Linked DNA regions of Sus scrofa: region 2 is linked to region 1. A link is a contact called in public HiChIP or PLAC-seq data. All regions are on one chromosome and are shown on one strand. Each heading gives the region's core, a stretch centred on a gene start, on an enhancer-like site or on the middle of the called end of the contact. The rest is flanking DNA. Distances are from core to core; before and after follow the strand shown. Region 1 overlaps ZNF438 (zinc finger protein 438). Region 2 overlaps LOC102164518 (a long non-coding RNA gene).

Region 1 (6,940 bases), core at 2,276-4,775:
GTGGGCAAAAGTTTTAAATCTTGGGAGTTCCTGCTGTGGCGCAGTGGGTTAAGGATCCAGCATTGCCGCAGCTGTGGCGTAGGACACAGCTATGACTCGGATTTGATCCTTGGCCTGGGAATTTCCAGATGCCATGGATATGGCCATTAAAAATTATGTACTGTTTGAATCTTGATATACACCTGCTCTGCTTTTCACTTTGAGGATAAAGCGTAATGGAATCACAACGAAATTTAGAGGGCGAGCTCAGCAAATGCTATTGAAAAATTTGAATCCTACTGTATAGCACAGGGAACTATACTCACTATTTTGCAATAACCTATAATAAAAAGAATCTGAAAAAGAATATATATACACACACACAAATGAATCACTTTGCTGTACACCTGAAACTAATATAACACTGTACATCAACTATACTTCAATTACAATTTTTTTTTTGTCTTTTTAGGGCCCCACCCATGGCATATGGAAGTTCCCAGGCTAGGGGTCAAATACAGCAACGCAGGATTTGAGCCATGTCTTTGACCTACACCACAGCTCACAGCAATGCTGTATCCTTAACTGACTGAGCGAGGTCAGGGTTGAACCCGCGTCCTCATGGGTACGAGTCAGGTTCGTTACCACTGAGCCGAGATGAGAACTCCTACAGATTTTTTTTTTAATCTCAAAAAAGTTAAAAATTTAAAAAACTTTTTAAAAAAGAGCAATGATGCTGCTGGCTGGAAGAGCAACGATGACAGAAGGCATCACTTGAACTCCAAAGACAGCAGGTGGAGAAAAGCTCACCTCTCAGGCCCTAGTCCTCTGTGACCTGCTCTATTGACTAGCAACTTATCTAGTTACATTAGCCTATTAGAGGCTGGATGGATATTCAATGTCTAACTAATCAGTTATTAGCATTTAAATCAAGTGTATGCCTATCATGAGAATTCTCAATACAGGTCACCTGTGAACAACCCAGGGGGTTGGGGCCCTGACCCTCCTGGAAAATCCGGGTGTGCTTTACACTGGGCCTTCTTTATCTGTGGTTCCTCCATATCCATGGCTCAACCAACTGATGACCACGAGTTAACTGTATTTATTGTAAAAAAAATTTGCAATTCAGTGGGCCCTCGTAGTTTAAACTCATGGTTTTCAAGGGTCAACTGTATATACAAGAGTTTTTAAAATTATAACAACAGCATGTAAGTTCAATACTCTTATTTCTTATCACAAATAAAGTGCCTGAGGCACAGAGAGGCTAAGGAAGTCTTCCAAAGTCACAGAGCACCAGCCACCAAGGCCAGCCTCTTTCATTGACATCATAATTCTCTCCTTACCGTCAAAAAACAAGGAACTGTCACAGGATGTAGCAAAGAGGAGCCCAGATGGGCACAAATTATTGCTGCTCAGCTCTCCCTGTGGCTGGTCCTTCCACCTCCGGGGGCCCAGGAGGATGTGGGGAAAATGGTGCCGCAAAATCACCATTTCATTTCATCCACACCCCCGCTGGTTGCAAAGTGTTATTAGATGCTCCTGGTGAGGACCCTGCACGAGGTGAACCAAGGCTGTGAAATCCTTGCAGTTCAGAAACCTGTTTGGCTCAACTCCTTTCCTCAGACATATTTCGTGATGGTGTCCCTTTCTGAGGAGCATCTAACGCCTCATGTTTCTGCAGAAGACAGTTCTGAAATCACCGAGCTGCAGAAAAACCACAAAACAATACATTCTGAATCAAGGCCACTCTGTTCCAGGTGGTTCCCCCCGGTGGGGGGGAAGGGGGATACCTGGAGTGGAGTGGTCGCAGCCTGACCTCACATCCAAAACAGAAACTGTAGGAACCAGTTTCGCATTAACTTAAGGAAAGTCTGATTACTCATCAGGCCACCAGATATTTAGGGAACCCCACGGGACAGGCACTGGGCTGAGTGTGGAGACTGTCCATGAACAGAAAGGTGGTTTCTGCCTCTGGAAGTTCAGAGTGGAATAGGGACGATGAATGTTGCCCAATTGGACCTGTCATGAGTATTGAAGAAAAAAAAAAAACTGCCAGGTGCTACAGGAACACTGAATAGAAAGACCTTATGTGGGAGCTCCCGTCATGGCACAGAGGAAATGAATCTGACTAGGAACCACGAGGTTGTGGGTTCGATCCATGCCTCACTCAGTGGGTTAAGGATCTGGCGTTGGTGTGACTGTGGCATAGACTGGTGCCTACAGCTCCTATTCTACCCCTACCCTGGGAACCTCCATATGCCACAGGTGCGGCCCTAAAAAGGACAAAAGACAAAATAAATAAATAAATAAAATAGGAAGACCTTATCTTATCACCGTAGAAGTGATACTTCATGTGAGGCCTAAAGAATAAATAGGAGAGGAGTTCCCACTGGGGCACAACAGGATCTGCAGCATCTCTGGAGCTGGGACTCAGGTCTCAGCACTGGCCCACACAGTGGGATAAAGCATCTGTCACCGCCACACTTGTGATATAGGTTGCAACTGTGGCTCGGATCTATCTGATCCCTGGCCTGGGAACTCCGTATGCCGTGGGGTGCCCCCCCCCCCAAAAAAAAGAATGAACAGGAGGTAAACCCATTTGGGGGGAATCCAAACAGAGGCACCCTCATCAGCAGGGACCTTCTCCTGGTGAGCTTCTGCCCCTGCTTCCTCTACTTAGATGCCTTCCCCCTGTACAGGTAGCTTTGAGGACCCCCCACCCTCAATTCCTGTCAACAGCTCTTATCACCCAGAGTCCTGGTTAGCTGTTTACGTCTACACAGCATCCCTGGCAAATTGGCCCCCCCTTGAGTCCTGTTTCTTTATCCTCCCAGTCTGTCTAACCCACTGCTATCTGGTTCACAGGCCATGAAATGTCTATGAAGGGAAGAAGGGCAGGAAAGAAGGAAAGAGAAGGCAAAGCACTGAACCAACACCTCGCTGCATCCACAAGTTCCTTCTCCAGATGTCATGGATTTTGTCAAATAAAAAGGACAGCAGTTACACTCAAGGGTCTCAGGAATAACCAGCCCCCATCCCCTTCACACATTAATTTAGCGTCCAAACATTGGTGTGAGGCTGGGGAGGCAAATGATGAATAAGATGCAATGTGTGTGTTCAGGGAGCTGAAGACCTAGTGGTGAAAACTCAACGGAAATGCAGGTCTTTCTTTCATCCTTCTGGATGAAAACAGAAAAGGCTGGAGGTCTACGGTGCAGGGACGATGCCGGCCTTGTCTGCTGGCTTTAAAACAGCAGAAAGGTAAAGCTGGATTCCTCGCTCTTCTCGCAACAAATTTTCCCGCGCATTCACTGGTTCTGCGCAGCAAAGGTTCAAGAGCCTCCAAACCGCCTGTCCCGAGAAGGGGGGGGCCACGGGTTGCCAGCTTCCTCCTTGCAGGGCCGGGTCCGGTCCAATCCCCCCGCAGACCCTGGATGCACCCGCGCGCCCCCTCGGCCCTGGCTTCTCCGCACTACACGACGTCACTTGGGTCACGTGGGCGACCCCCCCCCCAGCCCCTGCCACGCCGGACTCAGCTGCTCGGCCCCAGATCTGGGGAACTGGTGGGGGGCGGACGGGCGGCGCGTCTGCTTGGCCCCTGCCGGCCCCCTCCCAGAGCCGGCGGGGAGCTGGGGGCTCTGGTGAAATCGGAACCCGGGCTCTAAATGAAGGGGAGCAGATGTCCCTGTGTTGCTGGGAGGCCTGGGTGGCCTGCTGTTCAGGCGGCGATCGCGGGGGCGCTGACCTTCCGGGGCCGCTGTCAGTCTCGGTGCAGATGGCCCGCCCGCCGCCCTGCCCGCTCCTCCGCGTGGGGACCGCGGCAGCCGGCGGGTCTGCGGCCGGAGGGAGCCGTCTGCGTGGGGGGGCGGAGAGGGGGCCCGAGGGGATCGGGCCGGCGGGGAGGGCCGGCCCCGCGCACAAAGGAGCCCCGGCGGCGGCCCCTCGGAGGACAATGCAGCCCCGGGGCGCGGGGGGCTGCGCCTGGCCGGCCGCCGCGCTCCAGCTGCCTCTTCACAACGAGGCTTGCAAACGTGCCCACTTGATTCTAAATCCTCTTAGGCGCTCTCCGTGTGAACCGGGAAGGGGGTGGCCCTCCGATCCTTTGCAATCCCAGGCCTGGAGCCCAGGCGCTCAGCCAGCGTGTGCACCACGCATGCAAATAGAGTCAGCGTCTAGAAGAAATAGGCAGTCTTTCTGCGTCGTCACCAGCCTCGTGCAAACACCCTGATCTGGCCTTTTGGTGCCACGCGGGGTCCTTAAAAATTTTCAGGGTGTTTTCCCTGGAAGAGACTTCCTGTTAAGTGTTCAGAAAAGCCAGCTGAGCTGTGCTGTCATTAGTCACCCAGGTATTTACACTGTTTTTCCCATTTCCTTTCTCTCTTGGCCTCTGTGGTCAGTGGTATAAAATTCCTAGGAACTCCCACCTAAACACCAGCTTCCTGTTTATTCACCCGGTGGCTTTAATGTTTAGCTGTTGAAAGCAGTTGACCAAGGCTCTAGAAAAGGACCAGCGGAGGTTTGCAGGTGAATAGAAAAAAGGAAAAAAAAAAAAAAAAAAAAAAACCCAACCCCAAATCCAAATGGGTAGGTCAAAGGTCTGGGTTCATTTTTAATCACTTATGTCAGAATCACAGGGGGAAAAGGTAAAAGTGAAGTGTAATTTGATGCCTGAGATCGTGGTTGAGTTTCATTTGGCCCCTGTGTCCACAGGAACCTGTAAAATATGATCCACTAAACTATGAAAGTTTTCCTTTGCAGCAGTTAAAGGCCCTTCGCACCCCCGCCCCAAGTGGCATGACATTCTTTTGTTGTAGAAGGTTCAAGTTCGCAGGAAAGTGCCATTTGGTGTGCTCCAGTGTGCTTTACACCTCCCAGGGCTGTTCTGGCCTTGAGTTCCTGCAACAAAAGGTTGCATCCGTGCAGCTACCTGCATTGCAGCCTCTGTGTCCTGGAAAGAAAGGGCTTATCATCCTGCCCTTTTCTGATGCAGAATTTCCTGGATGACTCCCAGGGAGTGAATAGCTATTCCCTGACAGGACCCCTCTGGAATTCCCTGCATTAGAAGATAGCATCTTTCCTTGATGATCTGATCTCTTTAAAAAAAAAAAAAAAAAAAAAGTTTTCTGTGTATAAAGCTGAAATCTGTCTCCACTTAGGGAGCCAGGTAGAAGAAACCTAATTTTTCTCCTACATGATATTAACCTTCAGCTGTTTGGAGGCAGCTCGAATGTCTCCCCAGCGTCTTCTCCCAGCTAAACATCGGCAGCTCCTTCACCAGTTTCTCCCATGGGTCAGAGTCTGAGGCACCATCCTCGGTTATCTAGAGATGATTCTGTTGATCTAAGGCCCTTTGAAACTGAAAATGGTGCTTGAATCATGCGGAAGCTCAGCCCAGGAGGCAGCACTGGAGGAACATGACTTAAAACCAACAGGGAAAATCAGTCAACCCATGTCCAAGTTATTCAGACAAAAATAAATTTGGGTTTTCCACTTTCGTCTTTTTCTACTCTGTGGCAATCATGCCCAACTCTGTTATGAAGTCCAGGAAAGGAAGCTCGGAGACTTTCCTGTTCTTGCATTTGATCCTCACAAAATCCCTCTGAGTGGGTACTATTGTTATTCCTCTTTTACAGGCTCTGAGGTCAAAGAATCCACCCAAGGTCACACAGCTAATAGGTAGGGGCATGAGGTCTCTAATCTGTGACTTGCGTTGGATGTTTCCGGTTTCCGAAGCTGCTGTCTTGGAGTCCTTAGCGGAAAAATGTAGGTCCTGGACTGGATCTGTTTTTTCAGCCTGTTCTGTGACATAGCGCTTTAATTCAAGGCCAGTGCGTATACATCCTATTTATACAGCTACAAAAATTTTTGAGATACAAGTTAAGAACTTAAAGGGGGGCGGACATCGGGTGTTCTTTCTGGAAGCAAATGAAACAGAAGTTCCATGTTAAAGCCAAAAGTCATCCCAAACATGCTTTTATTCCAATGGCGTTACTTAACAGCGAAGTGTTATGTTACCCTTGAATTTCCTGCCTGGGCTCCTGGCAGCCCAGGCCCTTGATGCTCTTTCAATTGTCCGTGTATTACCGCTCAATGATGGAGACCATCGAAGCCATGCCATGTTCTTCACGCTTGCCCTCCAGCATGTCAGGCACGCAAGAAAAGAGGAGGAGTATGTTTTCCGTGCACACACTGTCATTTTTTTCCCAGGGTTGCTCTGCCCGCCAGGACAAAACCATGGAAAGAAGATGCAGATCAGCCTGCTGTTCTTTTACAGTTTGAGGAGGGGCTGACCATCAAACATGGAAGCTGTCACCCGCACATTCCTTCTCAGAATAAAGCAGCCTTGGCAGGGACCCCTGCTAAATTATTTTCGACCCCCAAATGTTGGAAACGCTCTCCCTTTCCCTCCAGGAAAATACTCTACAGAAGGCCGTTGAATTCATGGAGTTAGATCTGAGAAAGGCTCTTGCAGTCTGTAATATGCTGTCATGTGCTGACATCTAGCCAGACAGCTCTCTGCCTGAGCAAGGATGCTGCTTGGATGTTTATTCTAATTTGTTTGCTGTTGTACATAGTACTTGAGAGAATTTTTTTCTTACTGCCCTATCTAAAGTACTGGCCCCCCATCGCTATTACATAAGCCTGTTTCTTTTCTTCCAAGTTCGTATGGCAATTTAATGCTCTATTCCTTACACAGTTGTTCGTGGCCTCCCTTCTCTATCACTTGTGTGTTAAGTCAGTTAACCTGGTCTATCTTGCTTATTATTTTTATTTTATTTTAATTTTTGTGTCTTTTGTCTTTTTAGGGCCGCACCTGCGGCATACAGAGATTCCCAGGCTAGGAGTCTAATAGGAGCTGTTGCCACCAGCCTACGCCAGAGCCACAGCAACGCCAGATCCGAGCTGCATCTGTGACCTACACCACAGCTCACGGCAATGCTGGATCCTTAACCCACTGAGT
Region 2 (7,620 bases), core at 2,741-5,240, 410 kb after region 1:
CAGATTCTTTTCCCACATAGATGATCACAGAATATTGGGTAGAGTTCCCTGTGCTCTACAGCAGGTCCCCGTTGGCCAATCATTCCACAGACCTCAGTGTGCAGATGCCAATCCCACACCCCCAGTCCATCCCTCCCAACCTGTCCCCCCTGGGAACCATAAGTTTATGTTACCTGTTTAAGATGGAGAGACCTCAGCATTTGGGATTAGTGGGATGTGGGGCCAGCCTGACTACCCGTCACTCCATGGAGGGAGCCTCTGAAAAATGGGAAAAGCCCAGGCCCTGAGTCTGAGTCTTGCTCTACCCCTCACTCTCTGGGCAGGCGATCTGGCATCCCCTGGTCTCATTTCTTTAACAGCCTACTTCAAAATCCTGTTGAGATGAAGGCAGACATGCATTAAGTCACTCTACCAATAATCATTGCGATTCCCAAATATGAAGGGCAAAAGAGATGCCTGGATTAAGGACACTCCCCAGCTTTTCAAGGCCAAGAGTCTGGGAAAGAGTGACGTGGACAACTGAATCAGGGAAATCCTGGCAAGAAAGGCTTTGGAGAAAGAAGAAAAGGAACAAGGTTGGTTTACGCAGGCCAATACTACGGTCATGGCAGGATGTCCAAAGTGGAAATACTTAGCAGATATGTGGCGTCAGGGACCAGATGCGCGAGAGAATTCAGAGATGCAGAGAGAGTGCTGGCTCTCCCCAGCCCAGAGGTGAGCTGTGAGTCAACGGAGGCTTGTGTAATGCTTGGCAGAGTTGCCTGAGAACACCCATAACTGCCCTGCACTGAGCCATGACTTTGTGTAGGCCCTTCACTTACAATATCTTTAAACCTCGTGATTAATCGGCATTTTACAGCTGAGAAAATTGAGGCTCAGAGAGGTCACCCAACTAATAAATGATACAGCCCAGAATCAAACAGTCACTCTGGCTCCCAGACCTGCATTCTTTCCACTACCTCATGCTGCTCCTGAGGATGGAGGCTCAGGGGAGAACTTTGTGCAAGACAAAAGCGAACAACTCATTGGACAGAAGGACGTGGAGAGGGTGTGACGAGATGGAGGCCAAGGAAGGATCATTTCAAGATGGTGGAAGCAGCAAACAGTGCCAGATGCTGCAGAGAGAGAAGGCAGACGGAAAACAGGGAATCTGCTAGATTTGATGAGCAGGGGATTCCTAGGGACTGCAGAGGGTTCGAGGGGGCTGTGCCGATAAAAACAAAGATGCCTGCATAGGAAGGTGCAGGACCCCATCCTCCTGTGTCCCTGCAAGAAACCCCGACAGAGGGCAAGTCGACCAGTGTCGGATGCTCACTGCACATAGCCAGTCAGGGAAGTAAAAGCCAAGGTCCTTGTCCTCACGCAGCTCACAACTCAACAGGGGACACTAGCATTCAAAAGTGACCACTGCAGTCTCCCAAGGCAAGAGAAATAAAACCAAAAATAAACAAGTAGGACCTAATCGAACTTGAAAGTTTTGCACAGCAAAGGAAACCATTGAAAAAGAAAACATAACTTACAGAATGGGAGAAAACAGTTGCAAATGATGAAACCAACAAGGGCTTAATCTCCAAAATATACAAACAATTCATACAACTCAGTAACAAAAAAACAAACAGCCCAATCGAAAAATAGGCAGAAGACCTAAATGGACATTTTTCCAAAGAAGACATATGGATAGCCAGTGGGCATGTGAAAAAATGCTCAACATCTCCATTAGAAAAATGCCAACCAAAACTACAATGAGGTACCACCTCACACCAGTCAGAATGGCCATGATTAAGAAGTGCACAAATAACAAGTGCTGAAGAGGGTGTGGAGAAAAGGGAACCCTCCATGCTGTTGGTGGGAATGTAAATTGGTATGACAACTATGGAGAACAGTATGGAGGTTCCTCAGGAAACTGAATATGGAGCTACCATATGAGCGAGTGATCCCACTCCTGGACATATATCAGGACAAAACTATAATTCCTAAAGATACATGCACCCCTAGGTTCACAGCAGCACTATTCACAATAGCCAAGACATAGAAACAACCTAAATGTCCATCGACAGATGAATGGATTAAGATGTGATATACATACACAATGGAATACTACTCAGCCATAAAAATACCAACATAATGCCACTTGCAACAACATGGATGGAACTAGAGACTCTCATACTAAGTGAAGGAAGAGAAGACCTGTTTTGTGTGTGTGAATCTTTTTAGGGCCGTACCTGCAGCATATGGGAGTTCCCAGGCCAGGGGTCCTATCGGAGCTGCATCTGCTGGCCAACGCCACGGCCACAGGAACACCAAATCCAAGCCAGCAACACTGAATCCTTAACCCACTGAGCGAAGCCAGGGATGGAACCTGCATCCTCATGGATCCTAGTCAGGTTCATTATCACTGAGCCACAATGGGAACTCCCATGGGAAGTCCTTTTTGATGTGTCTTGGAGGACCAAAGACCTTGGAAGCCTGGGGAAGAGATGGTTTCGAGAAGAGAGAGGGAAGGTGGTGAGGTTGACGAAATCTTAACCCATTTTGCAATTTTTGTCCTGGATTGAGCACCTCCCTTGGCTTGGTTTCAGGGGAAGGAGTAATAATTCGTGTGTAACTATGGCTGGAGGTGTGACAGTCACATCCCCTTGGCCTACCTCAGAATTCACCTGCAGAGGTTTTCTAAAGAACCACGAGAGAAGTCAGAAGATGTAGGAGCTGATGCCCTGCCGACAGGATTGGGGGTCAATTCTCAGGCGTGTTCTACGTGATCTCCCAGAGGGCCTCCAGGGGGACTGACTGGGCCCCACTGCCCACAGCAGTAACCTATCCATTCCTGGACCTTGTCCTGCTGAACTTGCAGCGTGCTTCTTGGATCGCCTCTGGGAAAAACTATTCACAGCTCTTGTTTCCGATATTGCTTTGGGAGGAATACAAACTACATAATGAATTTTTCCGTGTTATTCCTAAGACCGATGGGGGAGAAAATGAAGTCCACTGGCTCTCAAAAGCTGCCCACAGACCTAGGATTTATAAACCAGCATCAAAATTTAAAACATCCATACATTCTGACCCAGTAATTCTACTTCAAGAAGTTGACCTTAAGAAAACTAACAGGCTAGGTGCAAAAAATGTAGGTAGAAGGATGTCTGTCGCCATGTAGAAGAGTAAAAAATTGTAAAGAAATTTAAATTTCCAGCAACACCAAATTGGCTAATAAATTATAGTAATCCTATGTTGCCCTTAGAAATAATAATACAGAGTTTTCTCTATCTTTCCAGGTCTGTGGTGAGTTAAGTGAAAATGCAGGCGACAAACATCATATGCACCATAATTTTTGTAACTAGTACACCCCTAGGTGTGGGCATAATTTGGAAGAATGATAACAAAATGTTAACAGTGGTCCGTTATTTTGGGGTGGAAAGATGGGGAGGGTGTAGATCAGATTGTGTTCAGTTCCTTCTTTTCATCTTTTTGAATTAAAAAAAGAAATTACACTTTTTTAAAAGGTTAGTACAACCTTTACAACTTCTTTAAAAATTGTAAAAAGAAGTCAGGGGCCTCAGCCACGTAGAACTGAATTCCACAGCCAACACGCCTGTCCTCCCAACAGGAGCTACTGGTCTCACCAGCTAGGGCGCTGGAACAGACCCACAGAAGGGAACCGTCCCACCCAGCCCGGGCCAACACTGGGCAGCGGCTGTTCTAAGCGAGTCAGCAGATCTGGCTGCTAACTGGCAGCCAGGGGAGAGCCCCGCGCATCACGTGTCCTGCCTGTGTGGCCCCGTCTGACTCAGAAGAAAAGCGCGCGGCCCTGCATCCAGGTTTGGGGGTCGCATGTCGAGCTCGGTCGCGCGCCCTCTCCCTGCAGATCCCCCCCATACCCGCCCGCCTGGACCCCCAGCTGGCACTCAGTAGGTCACTTTCCCATGTGCTGCACGTTCAAGAGTTCGCTATTCCCACGGGAAGAGCTCGTTGCCATGGCGATGAGAGCCTTCCCACCCCGGGACCCGCCCAGGAGGCCGAATCCTTCCCCGCCCGGCCTCCTGACCAGCCCCGCCAGGTGGAGAGGGTTGCAGGCTCCAGATTCTTAAGGGCTGGGGTCAGTAATGAAGGACCCAGGTCAGAGGGAAGGGAAGGGAGGTTTTTATTACAAGCCTTCTGGCCACTCTGCCCTTTGCTCCCCGCACCAGAGGCAAATGTCCTATCTGATTCTGGGGCATTTGGGTGGAGACGTCGGCCGCTTTCCCTCTCAGCGTCTTCCAAGAACGCCAGGGCATCTGTTAAAGTTTCTGGAATGCAGCACACTGGAATGAAGCTTTAACCCAGCAGCCCCGAACTAAAAGTCCGTGAGGGGTCGGGGTAGGAGGAGGGGGTATCGACCTGTTCGCGCCCCCACCCCCCCCCACCCCGCCTCGGGTGGGTAGCAGGGAGGAGGGGCTTCCTGTGTCGCACTGTAGCACTGTGTGGGCCAGGGCGATCAAGGGCGGAGTCGGTGGAAAAGGAGGGGGATGTTTGGGGGCGGGATGGGGCGGGGGGGGGGGGGGGGGGAATGTCTGAAGCTCGGCCACACCCAGCGGGAGGCGGTGCTCGAGACCTAGACCGAGGGAGGTGGGGAAGAGGGAGGGAGGTCACTGGCGCCTGCTCACTGGGGCCCCGCCCCACCACCCTGGCCACGCCCACTCCCCCAATTTCCCGGGGCTCCCCGGGTGCAGGAGGAGGAACCAAGTCTCCCGTTACTCACCACAGGTGGCTGCACAGGGGAAAGCTCCAAGCATATCACTGACTGGCTTGGAAAGTCTTTCATCTCTGCAACAGCAGCAGCAGCAACAGCTCTTGGATTAACTGTGTCTCCTGACTTTTGCGCCTCCAGCCATCACCACGCTGCAGATCCCTGGATGCCTGCTGGCTCCTATCGAGGGGTACCCCCTTTCCCTCGCCTTCTTCCCTCCTCCTGCTGCCTCCCCCGTGCCTTAAGCCTGGGGGACGAGGGATCACAATGAACCTTAGATTTTCCCAAGAGTTTTTTTTCTCCAGGCTCTCTGTGTACCCTCTCCCCGCACCCCACATCTTGTATTTTCCTTCACCTACCCTCTCCCTCACTTTAGGTCTATATATACCCACAGGCCTCTCCCCTCCCCTTCCATCACCAGGCCAGTGAGTCAGCTCACCCAAGAGGCAAGTGCCAGCGCAGTGGGACAGCTGCCCACTGGGCCCAGAAGAGAAAGGTTTCAGGGGCAGCAGGCCTCGTGCAAATAGTGCTTTTGACAACTCCAGGCATCGAGTTTCACGAGTAAGCCAAATGTAGAAAGGATTAGCTGTTTCGCCCAATAAGCCCACATCTGTAGTTACATTCTAACAGGGATAAAATTACCCTGGTTATTAATCCTTCTGCTTTAGGGAATAAGCTGATCACCAGGCAGGGTCAGGAACAAAACCCTGCCTCCGCTCCTGCCAGCCTCCCCTCACCCCCATCCTTACCTGCTCCACCTCTTACGGTGTATGGTTTCCCATTTCAGTCTGGACACCAAGTTCAAGGCCACCACCTGAGGTGCCTCTGAGATGGGACAGCTGCCGTCTGTGGTAGGGGGGACATCCATTCAGTCACATAAGTATGCATGCAGAATCTACTGGGAGCAAGACGTCATGGGTCTCCACTGCGGCAGAACCAAAGATGATTCTTGCACCGCCCCTGTCTTTTTCAAGCCCAGAAAAAGCTGAAGTGGTTGGTCAGAAACTGTATGTGGTTTCTGGGACTTCCTGCCCTGAGGCGCCCCAGGTGTATCCGATGGCCTCGGGGACTGCAGTTGGGGTGTGGGCAGTATTTCCTAGCCTGCTGCCAGGGAGCAATGGAGCCATTTCCTCGAGCATCCATGGGTGTGACCTCTCCCTCCAGGACCAGCAGGAGAGGCGAGCTGTGTTTCCTTCTCTGGTCTGTTCTATTTATTTATTTATTTAGTCTTTTTACCTTTTCTAGGGCTGCTTCCCGCGGTATATGGAGGTTCCCAGGCTAGGGGTCTAATTGGAGCTGAAGCCACTGGCTTACGCCAGAGCCACAGCAACACGGGATCCGAGTCGCATCTGCAACCTACACCACAGGTCACAGCAGCACCGGATCCTTAACCCACTGAGCAAGGCCAGGGATTGAACCCAAAACCTCATGGTTCCTAGTTGGATTTGTTAAACAACCCTGGTCAGTTCTCTTTAGATCTCATATCTGCAGGCACTAGACACTTCCAGATTTTCCCTGGGTGGGACTGACAGGAGAGAAGTAGGTTGAGAGCCAGGGTGATCAACAGGCCTGAAACTGCAACACACAAAAAAGTGACATCCCTAAGGGGCCATGTTCCCCAGTCACTTCAGCCCTTGACCAAGTACCTGCTGACTGACCAAGTGACCCAGCACTCAAACTGGGACCTCTGAATAATGAAGAGGTGTCATCCATGAAAAGACAGGTGCTGGGCATTGCTGATGATTAGAGAAATGCAAATCAAAACTATAATCAGATACCACCTCACACTGATCAAAATGGCCATAATTAAAATAAAAAGTCTACAGGGGTTCTCTTGTGGCACAGTAAGTTAAGGATCCGGAGTTGTCACTGCAGTGGCTTGGGTTGCTGCTGTGGCACAGGTTTCGTCCCTGGCTTGGGAATTTCCACATGCTGAAGGTACAGACAAAAAAAAAAGAAAAAGTCTCTACAAATAGCAAGTGCTGGAGAGGGTGTGGAGACAAGGGATCCCACCTACACTGTTGGAAAGAATGTAAATTGGTGCAGCTACTATGAAGAACAGCATGGAAGTTCCTCAAAAAAAAAAAAGGGGAGTTCCCGTCGTGGTTCAGCAGAAATGAATCCGCTCATGGACTAGCTTCCATGAGGATGCAGGTTCAATACCTGGCCTTGCTCGGTGGGTTAAGGATCCAGGCTTGCAGTGAGCTGTGGTATAGATTGCAGATGTGGCTCAGATCTGGTGTTGCTGTGGCTGTGGCGTAGGCCAGTGGCTACAGCTCCAATTTGACCCCTAGCCTGGGAGCGTCCATATGCCACGAGTACAACCCTAAAAAGACAAAAAACAAAAACAGAAACAAAAAAACTAAAAATGGAGTTGACGTAAGATCCACCAATCCCACTCCTGGGTATATATCCTGACAAAACCGTAACTTGAAAAGATACATGCACCCCAATGTTCATAGCAGCACTATTCACAATAGCCAAAACATGGAAACAACCTAAATATCCACCAATAGATGAATGGATGATAAATATATGGTACATATACACGGTGGAATACTACTGAGCCATAAAAAAGAATGAAATAATGCCATTTGCATCAACATGGACGGATTTAGAGATTATCACATTAAGTGAAGTCAAAGAAAAGCAAATGTCATATGATACCACTTATATGTGAAATCTAATAAAAATGATACAAAAGAGCTTATTTATAAAACAGATACAAATGCAGATTTCAAAATTAAATTTATGATTACCAAAGGGGAAACTGGGGGGGGGAGGGGTAAATTGGGGGATGGGATTTCCATATACACACTACTATGTGGAGAATAGATAACTGACAAGGACCTGCTGTACCGCACAGAGAAATCTACTCAATATTCTGTAATAACCCATGG

The links. HiChIP or PLAC-seq counts read pairs in DNA pulled down with a chosen protein or histone mark.
Region 2: a contact with region 1 is called in an H3K27ac HiChIP or PLAC-seq map of skeletal muscle, with 3 times the contacts expected there. The contact joins two enhancer-like sites.

What each region holds. Positions count from the first base shown.
Region 1 is chr10:41,850,651-41,857,590 of Sscrofa11.1, forward strand. All of the region lies in intron 3 of ZNF438 (zinc finger protein 438), which reads right to left. Among named protein-coding and RNA genes, the nearest start is that of ZEB1, 160 kb to the right of the region's middle. Within about 2 kb of position 3,526, at least 52 of the 83 cell types and tissues checked have an H3K27ac peak or open chromatin away from gene starts, as enhancers often do. A contact at or near this core is called in skeletal muscle, where this site is marked.
Region 2 is chr10:42,256,486-42,264,105 of Sscrofa11.1, forward strand. LOC102164518 (a long non-coding RNA gene) reads right to left here. Exons shown (of 6, transcript XR_305912.3): 4 at 5,470-5,566; 5 at 4,733-4,967; 6 at 2,349-2,466. Among named protein-coding and RNA genes, the nearest start is that of ZNF438, 250 kb to the left of the region's middle. Within about 2 kb of position 3,991, at least 69 of the 83 cell types and tissues checked have an H3K27ac peak or open chromatin away from gene starts, as enhancers often do. A contact at or near this core is called in skeletal muscle, where this site is marked.